Linked DNA regions of Sus scrofa: all the other regions are linked to region 3. The links are chromatin contacts, called in public Hi-C maps. All regions are on one chromosome and are shown on one strand. The core of a region is the stretch at or near the end of the contact, and the rest is flanking DNA. Distances in the headings are between cores, read along the strand shown.

The links. Hi-C and Micro-C count contacts between places; a contact is called where the count stands out from the background.
Region 1: a contact with region 3 is called in a Hi-C map of fetal heart ventricle, with 2.7 times the contacts expected there. The contact joins two enhancer-like sites. A contact is called at or near these places in 2 of 47 Hi-C or Micro-C datasets (fetal heart ventricle and heart right ventricle).
Region 2: a Hi-C map of heart right ventricle shows a contact between it and region 3, with 3 times the contacts expected there. The contact joins two enhancer-like sites. A contact is called at or near these places in 2 of 47 Hi-C or Micro-C datasets (fetal heart ventricle and heart right ventricle).

Annotation. Positions count from the first base shown.
Region 1 is chr8:77,036,023-77,039,523 of Sscrofa11.1, forward strand. No RefSeq gene overlaps it. Among named protein-coding and RNA genes, the nearest start is that of GATB, 180 kb to the right of the region's middle. Within about 2 kb of position 1,854, at least 9 of the 83 cell types and tissues checked have an H3K27ac peak or open chromatin away from gene starts, as enhancers often do.
Region 2 is chr8:77,057,664-77,061,432 of Sscrofa11.1, forward strand. No RefSeq gene overlaps it. Among named protein-coding and RNA genes, the nearest start is that of GATB, 160 kb to the right of the region's middle. Within about 2 kb of position 1,873, at least 4 of the 83 cell types and tissues checked have an H3K27ac peak or open chromatin away from gene starts, as enhancers often do.
Region 3 is chr8:77,208,490-77,212,145 of Sscrofa11.1, forward strand. It overlaps LOC110262141 (a long non-coding RNA gene), which reads left to right. Exons shown (of 3, transcript XR_002346739.1): 3 at 2,639-2,981. Among named protein-coding and RNA genes, the nearest start is that of GATB, 12 kb to the right of the region's middle. Within about 2 kb of position 1,637, at least 7 of the 83 cell types and tissues checked have an H3K27ac peak or open chromatin away from gene starts, as enhancers often do.

The DNA of each region.
Region 1 (3,501 bases), core at 604-3,103, 170 kb before region 3:
CTAAATGTCCATCAGCAGGTGAATAGATTAAGAAGATGTGGTATATATACACAATGGAATGCTACTCAGCCATAAAAAAGGAAAAAATAATGCCATTTGCAGCAACATGCGTGGAACTAGAGACCCACATAGTAAGTGAAGTAAGTCAGAAAGAGAAAGACAAATACCATATGATATATCTGGAATCTAATATACAGAACAAATAAAACTTTTCACAGAAAAGAAACTCATGGACTTGGAGAACAGACTTGTGGTTGCCAAGGGGGAGGGGAGGGAATGAGATGGACTGGGAGTCTGGGGTTAATAGATGCACACTATTGCCTTTGGAATGGATAAGCAATGAGATCCTGCTGTACAGCACTGGGAACTATATCTAGTCACTTGTGATGGAGCATGATGGAGGATAAAGTGAGAAAAAGAATGTGTGTATATACATATGTGTGACTGGGTCACTTCGCTATGCAATAGAAATTGACAGAACACTGTAAACCAATGATAATGGAAAAAACAAAAATCATTTTAAAGTTTTAAAAAGAAAAGAAAAGAAAAAAAGATTCACAAAGGGAAGTTCAAAATTCAGCACTGTTAATTCCATGAAGCATTGCAAATCCCCCCAGCAAAGCCAAGCTGCAGTCGGGTATCTAACCAACGCCATCCTTACCTTTGGAACTAGAGATGTGAAATGATGGTAGTGACATGTCTGACTCCTTTGCGACAAGTCGGAGAGGGGTGTCATCCCAGTTGTCTCAATGTCTGATTGAAATAGAGCCTTGGAAGCAGGCTAGCCGGCTGAGATTCTCCTTTCAGAATGATTCCCAAACATAACAGGCTCGGGGGAGGATTTTGAGAAGGCATCAGGAGGCCTTTGCACTTGCGGCTTGAGGAAATTGATGCTCACAGAGACGATGTGGGTGGCCGTGCCTCTGCCCTCCATTCTGGACTTGCACATTCAAGCCAGGACGACTGCCAGCCCAGAGCAACCAGAAGGCACATTCAGAAGAGAAGACAGAGAGACAGAGAGAAGACAGAGTGGGAGCAGAGAAGGTGAGAATGAAAGATGTGGATGGAAAGGGAAAAAAAACGACTCCATGGCTGTCAGTGGCAGGAGAATTCGGGAGAAGAGTGATTTGTTAACCCTGCTCTAAAGACTTCCTGTGCTTTTGGGTTTTTTATGTTGGCTGGCCGAGCACTGGCCTTTAATACACACATACACACACACACACACACACTTAGTCTCCCAGGAATAAAATAAACACAGTGACTATGCCAGGGTGCTTGATGGGCTGGTCTGTGATGACCCTCTGGGAAGGGCCTTCGGGGAAGTCCCATCACGGTGCCTGGCATAGCCTTCGAGGGCTTGGTTCCAACACCGCTGAGCGCTGGCTCTTTGATTTCCATTCTTTTTGAGTGGGTTCAACCTCTCCAGAACCTAAGCCCCCACTTCTCAACACTGTCACCAGGCGGGAGAGATGCTCCAGCTGACAGCAGTGACTGGCAGGAGCCTGGGAAAGTACAATGCTATTCTAAGTTGCCTTAAAAGTCTCATTTTTACTTGGGCTAATTTGCATGGCTGGTTTATGCCAACGGAGGATCTTTTCCCTTTGCCTTGGAATAGCTTCATGTTAAAATATCACTCTTTTCAAAGTGCCCAAATATTACTGGGATGAATAATGAGACAGATGGAAAATAGGAAGAGTGGGGCAAGTTCTGAATGCTTTCTACTTGGCGGAATAAATGAGCTTTGCGGATTTCCAGCCTCCATCTACTTGACTCACCCGGGGGCCCCTTCCACTCCATCCTGTCTCCAGGGACCAGAGAGGTACCCGGTACTACACCATGTCAACTTCTCTGGGCCTCCTCCGCACAGCCTAGTCAAAGGGCCTGTGGCAGGTGGCAGGTCCCGCTGAGCATGACGCCCCTAAGGAGTGAGCCTGCCCAGGAAAAACTTCCAGGATATGAGACCTGCTGTGTGCAAAACTCCACCCAAAGCATCAGCCATTTTCCAGAAAGTGCATCCCAAGCCCCATGCCCCGTGGCTTTCCAGAAAATGGAAAATCCCAAGGAGTTCTTATCCTTTTCTGAGCAGGCAAAAGCAGGAATCAACCACCAACTCAATATTTGCCTGAATCTGCTTCAGAGCTTTGTGTTGCTAGGAACGTGGGGTGGGTCCATTTGAGCCCCGTAATGGCAGCGGCCAAACTGATGGATCCCAGGGTTATTCCATCAGCTGTCCTGTGCTTGTGTGTCTCTCTCTTCTCTACCCAGACCTAGCCCTCCCTCCAAGGCCCATATGAAATGTCAGCAGCTCTTCCAGAAGCCTCTCCCGTGCAGATGCCTCTTTTCTGTACCAGTTCTTCTCTCCACTAAACAATTTAGAGATTAATAATGAAGCAACAGGAGAGAGATTAAAAAGCCATCTGGTGAGCAGTCCCTGACACAGCTTAAAATATCCACAAAAACAAAAAGAGGAGCCAGCTCCCAGAAAAAGCAAGGACTTGGGAGTCAGATCCGAATTCAATCTCTCAGAACTGTTATGTCCTAGCAGTTGGGGGAGTGGTTCTTTAACCTCTTTGTGCTTTTGTTCTGGGAATAATAATAAAACCCACCTTCTAGGGGTTTTGAGAGAAGTTGATTATAATTATAAACAGTCTAGATAGCATAAGCGTTAGTTATTACAACGATTGCCCTCGCAGCTGGGATGGAACACGTATTTCCACCATCCCTGGGGGGAAGTCTGCTAACTTCCTGACTGATGGAACCAGGGTGAGATGGCACCCAGGGGGCCCTTCAGTCTGGTTCTTGCCATCAGCAAAAACCTGTGAAGGGGCAGGAAGACTCATGTCCCTGACCCTCCCTCCGTCTGTTCCTGGGCACCAAGTGCTCACACTGCATAAGTTCATTCATTCATTCATTCCTTCACAGAACAAATACCTACTGAGTACCTAGTAAGTGCTCAGAGGTGGACTCTGAGCCCTGAACGAAGCTGACAAAACACCCCGCCCTCACGGAGCTTACTTTCTTTTTATTTTCTTTAATTTTATTAATTTTATTATCATTATTATTATTATTACTAATTTTTTTTTTCTTTTTGCCTTTTTCTAGGGCTGCACCCACGGCATATGGAAGTTCCCAGGCTAGGGGTCCAATCAGAGCTATAGCTGCCGGCCTATACCACAGCCACAGCAACTCAGGATCTGAGCCGTGTCTGCAACCTACACCACAGCTCACAGCATCGCCCACTGAGCAATGCCAGGGATCGAGCCAGCAACCTCATGGTTCCTAGGTGATTTCGTTAACCACTGAGCTACGATGGGAATTCTGGAGCTTACTTTCTAAGAGAAAGTAAGAAAACAGACCTATTAAGTAAGACAGTATTCTAGAGGCTCAGAGGGTGCAGAGCTGGGAGTGGCCCACCAGTGGTCCTGGTGCTGGGGGAGAAGGCCGTCCGTTCCTCCTCCAACAGAGAGCCAGGGGGTTGATGATAAGCACGAAGAGTGCTGA
Region 2 (3,769 bases), core at 623-3,122, 150 kb before region 3:
AGGAACCTGATTTTCTCGGTGGAGGAGGTGAGGCTGGAGGTGTACCGGTGTGTCGCCTGTCTCCGAGGCTGTGTGCTTAGCCAACAGCAAGCAAATGGCAGCAAAGGCACCAGCAATTCCCATGCCATTATTGCCAGTGGATGTGATTTTTTTTTTTTTTTAAGGAGAGAGAATTTATTTGAAGCTGGAATCAACCTCTTAGGAAATTCCAGTCCATGGGTTTTTTGGTTTGGGTTTGGATTTTCTTTCCTCCTTCTTTGGTAGTTTGATCTGGAGGTTTATATTGAAAGGAGGTTGTAAAGATGTCTACCAAAAGAGGTAAAAGATGAGAAAATGAGGGATGCTTTCTGGGTCAGGCTGAGTTTGTTTTGAAAGCGGAGTCTGTGTGAAGCTTGATGATGGGATAATGAGGCAGAGAGATGCAAGGGGTTAACAGCATGGAAGAGTGTTTGGGGGCTCGGTGATGGGGTAATGAAAATAGGAGTGGTACTCCACATGAGGCAAGGAGAGAGGGAAGAAGAGAGGTTGCTAGGCAACTTCCCGGGGCAGAGGAGAGAAATCTTGAGGGAGGAGGCGCTTTCAAAAGTGCTGCTTTGTGCCTTGGGTGGTTATCTCTGGCCGGAACAAACAGACCCCAGAGGCTGGTCACACCTAGTTGGCAGCCGGCTGTTCATCCTGAGCTGCTTCCCGCAATTCTAAGCATCCAGAAAGAGTCAAGGGCACAGGGTGCCAGGAGGAGGGTGGCAAACAGTCTGAATGGCAGCTGAGGTGCAAAACAAAAATGAAAGCTGTTTATTCCATAATTTGTGCCATGGGGGGGGATAATGGCATGGCCAACCATTGATGCCAAGTGTTGTGGTTAAAAATACATTCACCGAGTGCCCACTAGATACTGTGTTACTCGCTGGGAGGAAACAAAAGGTACACCAGACATGATCCTTGTCCGTAGGCAGCCCCCCATCTGGAGAGGGAGGAAGGCACAGGGCACGTGCATTGGGAATTAGCTATCCCTGCGGGGTATAAAATACAGTGGCATCACTGAGAGGAAACACTCTGGAGTAGAGTTCAAATCCCAGTCTGCTTGCACTAGCTGCGACCTGACAGACGCGACTTACTGTCTCATTTGCAAAACACAAGTGATTAGAGTACTTATGATCTCTTGCTCTGAGATCAGAATGTGCTGACAATTGAGACAGATTGAGGTTAATGTGTAGCAAACAGGAAGGATGGGTAAATAAGTTCTGGGTAGAGGTAAGGAACCAGGGCTGTGAGCATGGTATTGAACGTGGCTTAAGTACCTTCTGATACACATGTACACATATCAAGGTCGTGCCCAGCTTCGGTCCACCTGTGATGCTGGGACCCATCTACTTCTCAACTGCTCTACTAGAAAGTTCTTTGATTATCCTACTGAATGCTGTGTGCTATTGTAAGACCCCTTCTCTGGGTGAAGGGAATCAGATCTTTCAAACTCAGATCCGCAGCCTTAGGTGGAGCTGGGTGGCAAAGCTTGCCTTTTCTGTCCCCTAGAATGAGGACATGCACCTGCCAATCAGGGTGTGCCTCCTTTGCCATCAGCAGTGTCCTACTCCAGCTCCCCTGTCTGCCCAGGGGCCACCTCCCTTCCCTCTCCATCTATAAAACCTTGAACTGCACCCCCAGCCAGGTTGCCTCCAGATTTCCCTAGAAATTTCTCTGAGTCCTGGAACGCATGCACGGCAATCCTTGTATTTCCAACCATCCTGGCCAGGTAAGCATGTTGCCTGTCGAACAAAAATAAATGCAGATCTGCAGACCAGCACATGACGTTCTTTATTGTCCCAGCCCTGTCCCCTGCAAGGCATTCGTGACACTTGGCTGGCAGGACCCAGAGCCAGCCAACTGCCACAGATAGAGGTGACTCCAGAATGTCAGCTGTACAGCAGACAGGGTATTTATGGCACAAAGGCTCTGCAGAAGAAAGAGAGAAGGGGAGGGGCAGGGACAGGCCATAAAAGAGGAAGAGGGAAAGTCCTAAAAGTTTCTCTGCGGGCCAGGGCCTGCCTCCCCCCAACCCCTGATTCTGCCCCTATCACCATCAAGGGCCCCAGTGTCCAGATCACCCAGGAGCCCAGGGACCCAGAGCACTCACTCTCCCCTAAGAATTGCCAGGGAAGTTCTCTGGTGGCACAGTGGGTTAAGGATCCAGCATTGTCACTGCTGTGGTACAGGTTTGATCCCTGACCCCAGGAACTTCCACATGCCATAGATACAGCCAAAGGGGAAAGAAAAGCAACAACAACAAAAACAACCTCTCCAAAAGCAGGGTAAAATCACAAATCTTAAAAAAATAAATAAATAAATAAATTTTAAAAAGGATTTGCCAGGAGAGAGAAAATGATCTGTCTGTGGAAAATCCCAGTTTTCTGCCCCAAAGGCGCTCTTTTGGGCATTTCACATTTCAGGTAAAGGTGGACATTCAGAGGATCTCTCACTGCCTCCACGGCCAAAGACAGTTGCCTGGGGATGGGCACACATCCCCCTCCCATTGGGAAGCATGATTTTTGTGTCAAGGTACCAGGGCCTTCTTGGGGAGCTAGTGGAATGCTGCCCCTCTCCCTGTGCAGACCCTCCTAAGGCCCCATGCGGTCTGCTGGCTCCCCACCCTCACCCATCTGCTAGGCTGGCCTGGGGCCCACTTACAAGTTGGTGTGACCCTTGGCCTCAGGCACACATCCAAGGCCACATGGGCTTAGGTGGCGGGTCTGAGTAAGGCCGGAGGTACCATCTGTCCCGCAGGAAGACCGTCTCCCCCGTCAGCCCTAAAGCCTTGGCTGCATATTTCAATCACAGCTGGTAGCTGCTATTTGCCAAAATGAAAGCTACCTGAGCAGTAAGGCAAGGACGCCACATGCTTCGGGGACAACTTAACATTGGACCTGGAAGCTTCAAGGCACAGGAAGATCTCTGAGAAAATACGGTAACAGCAAAATTAATGAAATTAGAACATTACTCGCAAATAAAGAATTGCCGAGACACCCTAAAAACCCAGAAAGATTCCTAAACTTAAGGGTTTAGTCGAAAATCAAAACCACTCAAAGGGCTTTTAAATTCTTCTTCATGGATGATCTATCTGCATTGAAGCCACATGTCTCACCTTTCATCATCTCAGAACCTGCCAAGAATTTTCCTAGAGAAATCGGAAACTCCAATAATCCAGGCAATGTTTGGAAGGCATGGAAGGGAAGCGTCCACCCCCGGGAAGTCACACCTCCACCATCAATGTCTTGTGCCCTGGCCTCTTGCATCCACGCTGCATAGAGCAGCCCCAGAGTCAGGTCTTCTTGAAATGTTAGGCAGGACCTGCCGCAATCCTGTACGAACTTCCCCCACCCGGTTGGTTTTCCATCATACTGGGAGGAGGTCTTTCCAAGACCTACAGTCCCATGCGAGCGGAGCAACAGGAGCTCTCCAGCCTCCTCTTCCTCCATTTCCTCTCCCCTCACACCACTGCAGCTATCCTGGTTTCCCTCTGCCCTTGAACATGCCAGGGATGCCCCCATCTGACAGCCTTTGCGAACAGCTTTGCCTGAAATGCCCTCCTCCCGCATAATCAGACAGCTTCAGGCCTTCATTGATGAGCCACCCACGCCTGGGCATGCTTCCTGCATCCAAGGTCCTCCACGCAACACCTGTCAAATGCATCTCCCTTCCTCCCTCGACACAGCATTCTGAAGGCCTCTCAGCAGTCAGACCTGTGAGATGCAGGGGCCAATTGCCCTTGGTACCA
Region 3 (3,656 bases), core at 387-2,886:
AAAAAAAAAACAGTTGCTCAGGCTGTTTCTCAATGAGATATTATCACCTTTATTATTATTAATTCTACCGAGTTGGTATTTTATCTACAGAGTTAGTATTTCAAAAAAGCATTTCTTAGTTCAAATGGATTCCTATCTTTGTCTACTCATTCCTGAGAATAAATTCATGCCCCAGAGAATGTGTATTTGGAACTCCAAGGGGTATTCTCGGTAAAACCTACTCTGCCGTCTTTTAAAACATATGAGTTCGGTTGCACAAATGCATTCATGCCAGACCATTTCTAAAAGACATGCACATCAGGGACCATAGATCATTTTTGAGTTTTTATTCCCATATTAGATGTCATTGTAAAATCACAGAAAGAGTAAAGGTGGAAAAGCTTGAGCTATTGTTTCACATCGCAGGAAATGTTCTTTTTTCCTAATTCCAATTTAATTGCAATTATTTACCTTGCAGGGAAATGCTTCAAAATACAGGTAGAAAGACACTTTTTTTTCCCCCAGTCAGACTGTCGAGCAGGATCTTTGCCAAGTCCTCTAAAGAAATGTATTAACCGTCTGCTTTTCAGACACTGATTACCAAGGGCTGTCTACCCTCTCCTACTGCTAACTGCTCAAAGTCAAGGCTGAGTGACACAGAAGCTTTGCAGGCCCTTCTTAGCCCTTGCTTCCGGTATGTTTGCATTTGAAGCTTTACCTCTAATAGAGGTACAGGGTATTTGTGGCAGTTCCTGTGGTGGCTCAGTGGGTTAACAACCTGACTAGTATCCACAAGAATGCAGGATTGATATCTGGCCTCACTCAGTGGGTTAAAGATCCAGATCCCGCCTTGCTGTGGCTGTGGTACAGGCCAGCAGCTGCAGCTCCTATTTGATCGCTAGCCTGGGAACTCCCATACGTCACAGGTGAGGCCCTTTAAAAAAAGAAAAGAAAAAGGGTCTTTCCTTCAGAAAGCATTATTTTAGGTGTCATAGCCTAAAACCTCAGCACCCAGCAAGCAACATTTTCCTCCTCTTATGGATAAAGTCAGCCCTGCAAATCCAGAAATAGGTGATATTAGAAAGAAAGACGCAAACAGAAAATGCAGATGCAATTAAGGACCCAAAGTCCAAATGGCTGATTTTGATTAACATGTACCCTTTTCGTAATGCTAATTTGTCTGTTCTTTTATTGGATTTCAAAATTGCACCCTATGCCCTCCAGCCTCAGCAAACAAAGACATAATTTAAAATACCAAGACACAAATGTGCTATTTATTTCTGTGTAAAAGAGCCCTTATTACAGTGACTTTTTTTTTTCCTTCAGGAAACTAGCTCTTTTCAAGTTATTTACCATGTTGTCAATTATTGCCATCATTAATAATGATAATGATAATCATTAAGAATCAGCAATGTGTTGGGGATAAATAGAGCACAGAGCCCAGGCATGGCCCCAACCTAGTGAAACAATGGTGATTTTTGTTTCACCCCAGATTTCATCAAGTGAGGATGGCAGCTCTCAGGAACCCATCTTTACCCATTATCCTCCATCATCGTCTTGGTCTCAAAGCTCCCCTTTTGCAATGCCCTGTGCCCACAGAGGGTGTGACTTCCCAGTCGCCCTCTTTTGCACGACCTGGCACGGACCCCAGCCTGTGCAGTTCCACAGGCTGGCACTCATTGCCAGATTCCCCCCAGCTGAGAGGGACTGGATGTTTGTACCACTGGGTGTGCTATTAATGGAATCTGTTATCAAGTCACAAGACAAGATGTCCGTCTGGCACTCTGCTGCAAACTGCAAGTGTGTGGGGGAAACACAGACACCCTGTCTGACGGGGAATACTAAGCTGTGAGACCAAGTGGCTGGGCACCTACTAGAAATTAGCCTGGCAGGTCCTGCTGTAGAGCACGAGGAACTATATCCAATCACTTGTGATGGAACATGATGGAAGATAATATGAGAAAAAGAATGTGTGTCACTTTGCTGTGCAGCAGAGATTGACGGAACATTGTAAATCAACTATAATAAAAACTTTTTTGAAAAAAGAAATTAGCCTGTCACAAATGATTGCACTGTACATGTATTCCTCTGTCTGTCTGTCTGTCCACTTGCATGCCTCTGCTTCCTTCAGCTCCAGAAATGCATGTGTATGGATGTAACAGCGTAAATAATAACTGAAATTCTTGGGAAATATCTGGCTTGGAGTAATGTGCTCTGATAAGCATCTGAATATCAACCTCAGTGAAACATTAAGGGCAAGAGTAGAAATTATAAAATAGCTCTTTTCTAAGGAGTAATCTCTTTGGAGTAATTTGTCTCATAATTTTCATGGATGCTTGGCATGAAATAGAATTTTTTAAAGCATATTGTCGAATTTGACTTAATATAGACTTAAAGATACACCCCTCCCCACCATGTCAGTGTTTTTCATTCCAAGGTTCCAAAGCTTTGCATTAAACAGGACCATGAAAAAAAAAAAAAGCAGGAGCCCTTCTTGTCGCCCTCTGCCACCTTCTTGGCTCAGCCGTCCACAGAGCAGGGACTGGGAGGAGAAACACGCTACACAGGCAGAGGGAAGAACTGGTGGATCGTATCCTGGTTGCTGTCGTTTCTGTTTCATGGCTTCATTTCCTATTTATCCCATCTCCTTTCCACCTAGAGACCACTGACGAATCACAGAGGATCGGAAAGGATCTCCATGCCCACGTGTGTATGAGCGCGCGCGCGCACGAACCCCTGGAGTACAAGGTTTGCTGAAAGCCGCAATGAGAGATCATTTAACCAGAAGGAAGGTGCGTACTCAGTGTCTTAGCCCTCTTAATCTGGTCATTCCGTTCTCAAACCTCCCTCCCAGGTAGTGGATAGCCACACAGAGATACGACACACATGCACAACCCCCCCATTTGAATACAAGACACTTGCCCACGTGACAGAGATCTCCGTCTACTCTTGGAAAAGTACATGGTATTCCGAGATCCAAATACAGCCTGGCTTTTGTACAATTATCTCCGCAGGAGTTAGCAGTGTGTATCGAAGGGTGAAATTGGGTCTAGGCTAATTAAGTTTGTTTTCCTTTTATCATTTAGACATGTAGAATGGTATTCCCAAAATATGTTTATCATGGTTTTAAGAAAGACTTTTTCTTACATACACTTATAAGTGAAGAGTGCTGTGGCGAAGGATTTAGTTGTCAATAACTATTGATTGTTTCCTCACTGGGAGTTATAGACCCAGATAAGATTATTTCTTTCTCTTTTTTTGGCCATACCTGCGGCACACGGAAGGTCCTGAGTCAGGGATCCACCCCACACAGCTGTAACCAGAACCATAGCAGTGATAGCGCCGGATCCTTAACCCACTGAACCACAAGGGAACTCCAAGATCAGATTATTTGTGACAGCGATGTTTTCCTTCCGTTTTTAGAAGAGGGATAAGGTGGAAGGAATATTGAGCTTTTTATTTAAATGACCTGAGATTTGTGCCTTTAAACTTCCAACTACAGAGCACAGATTTGCAGCTGAACCTTCTGTAAACCTATCAGTTAAAAGCCTGTATCGTTTTATGGCATGTCACCTCCAGCTCTGATTAGCAAATTGCAGGCCAAGCTAAAACACTTAAGCAGTGCTGCTGCTTGTCTTGTTCCGGAGGACTAGAGCATTACAGTTTAGTAATTTAGA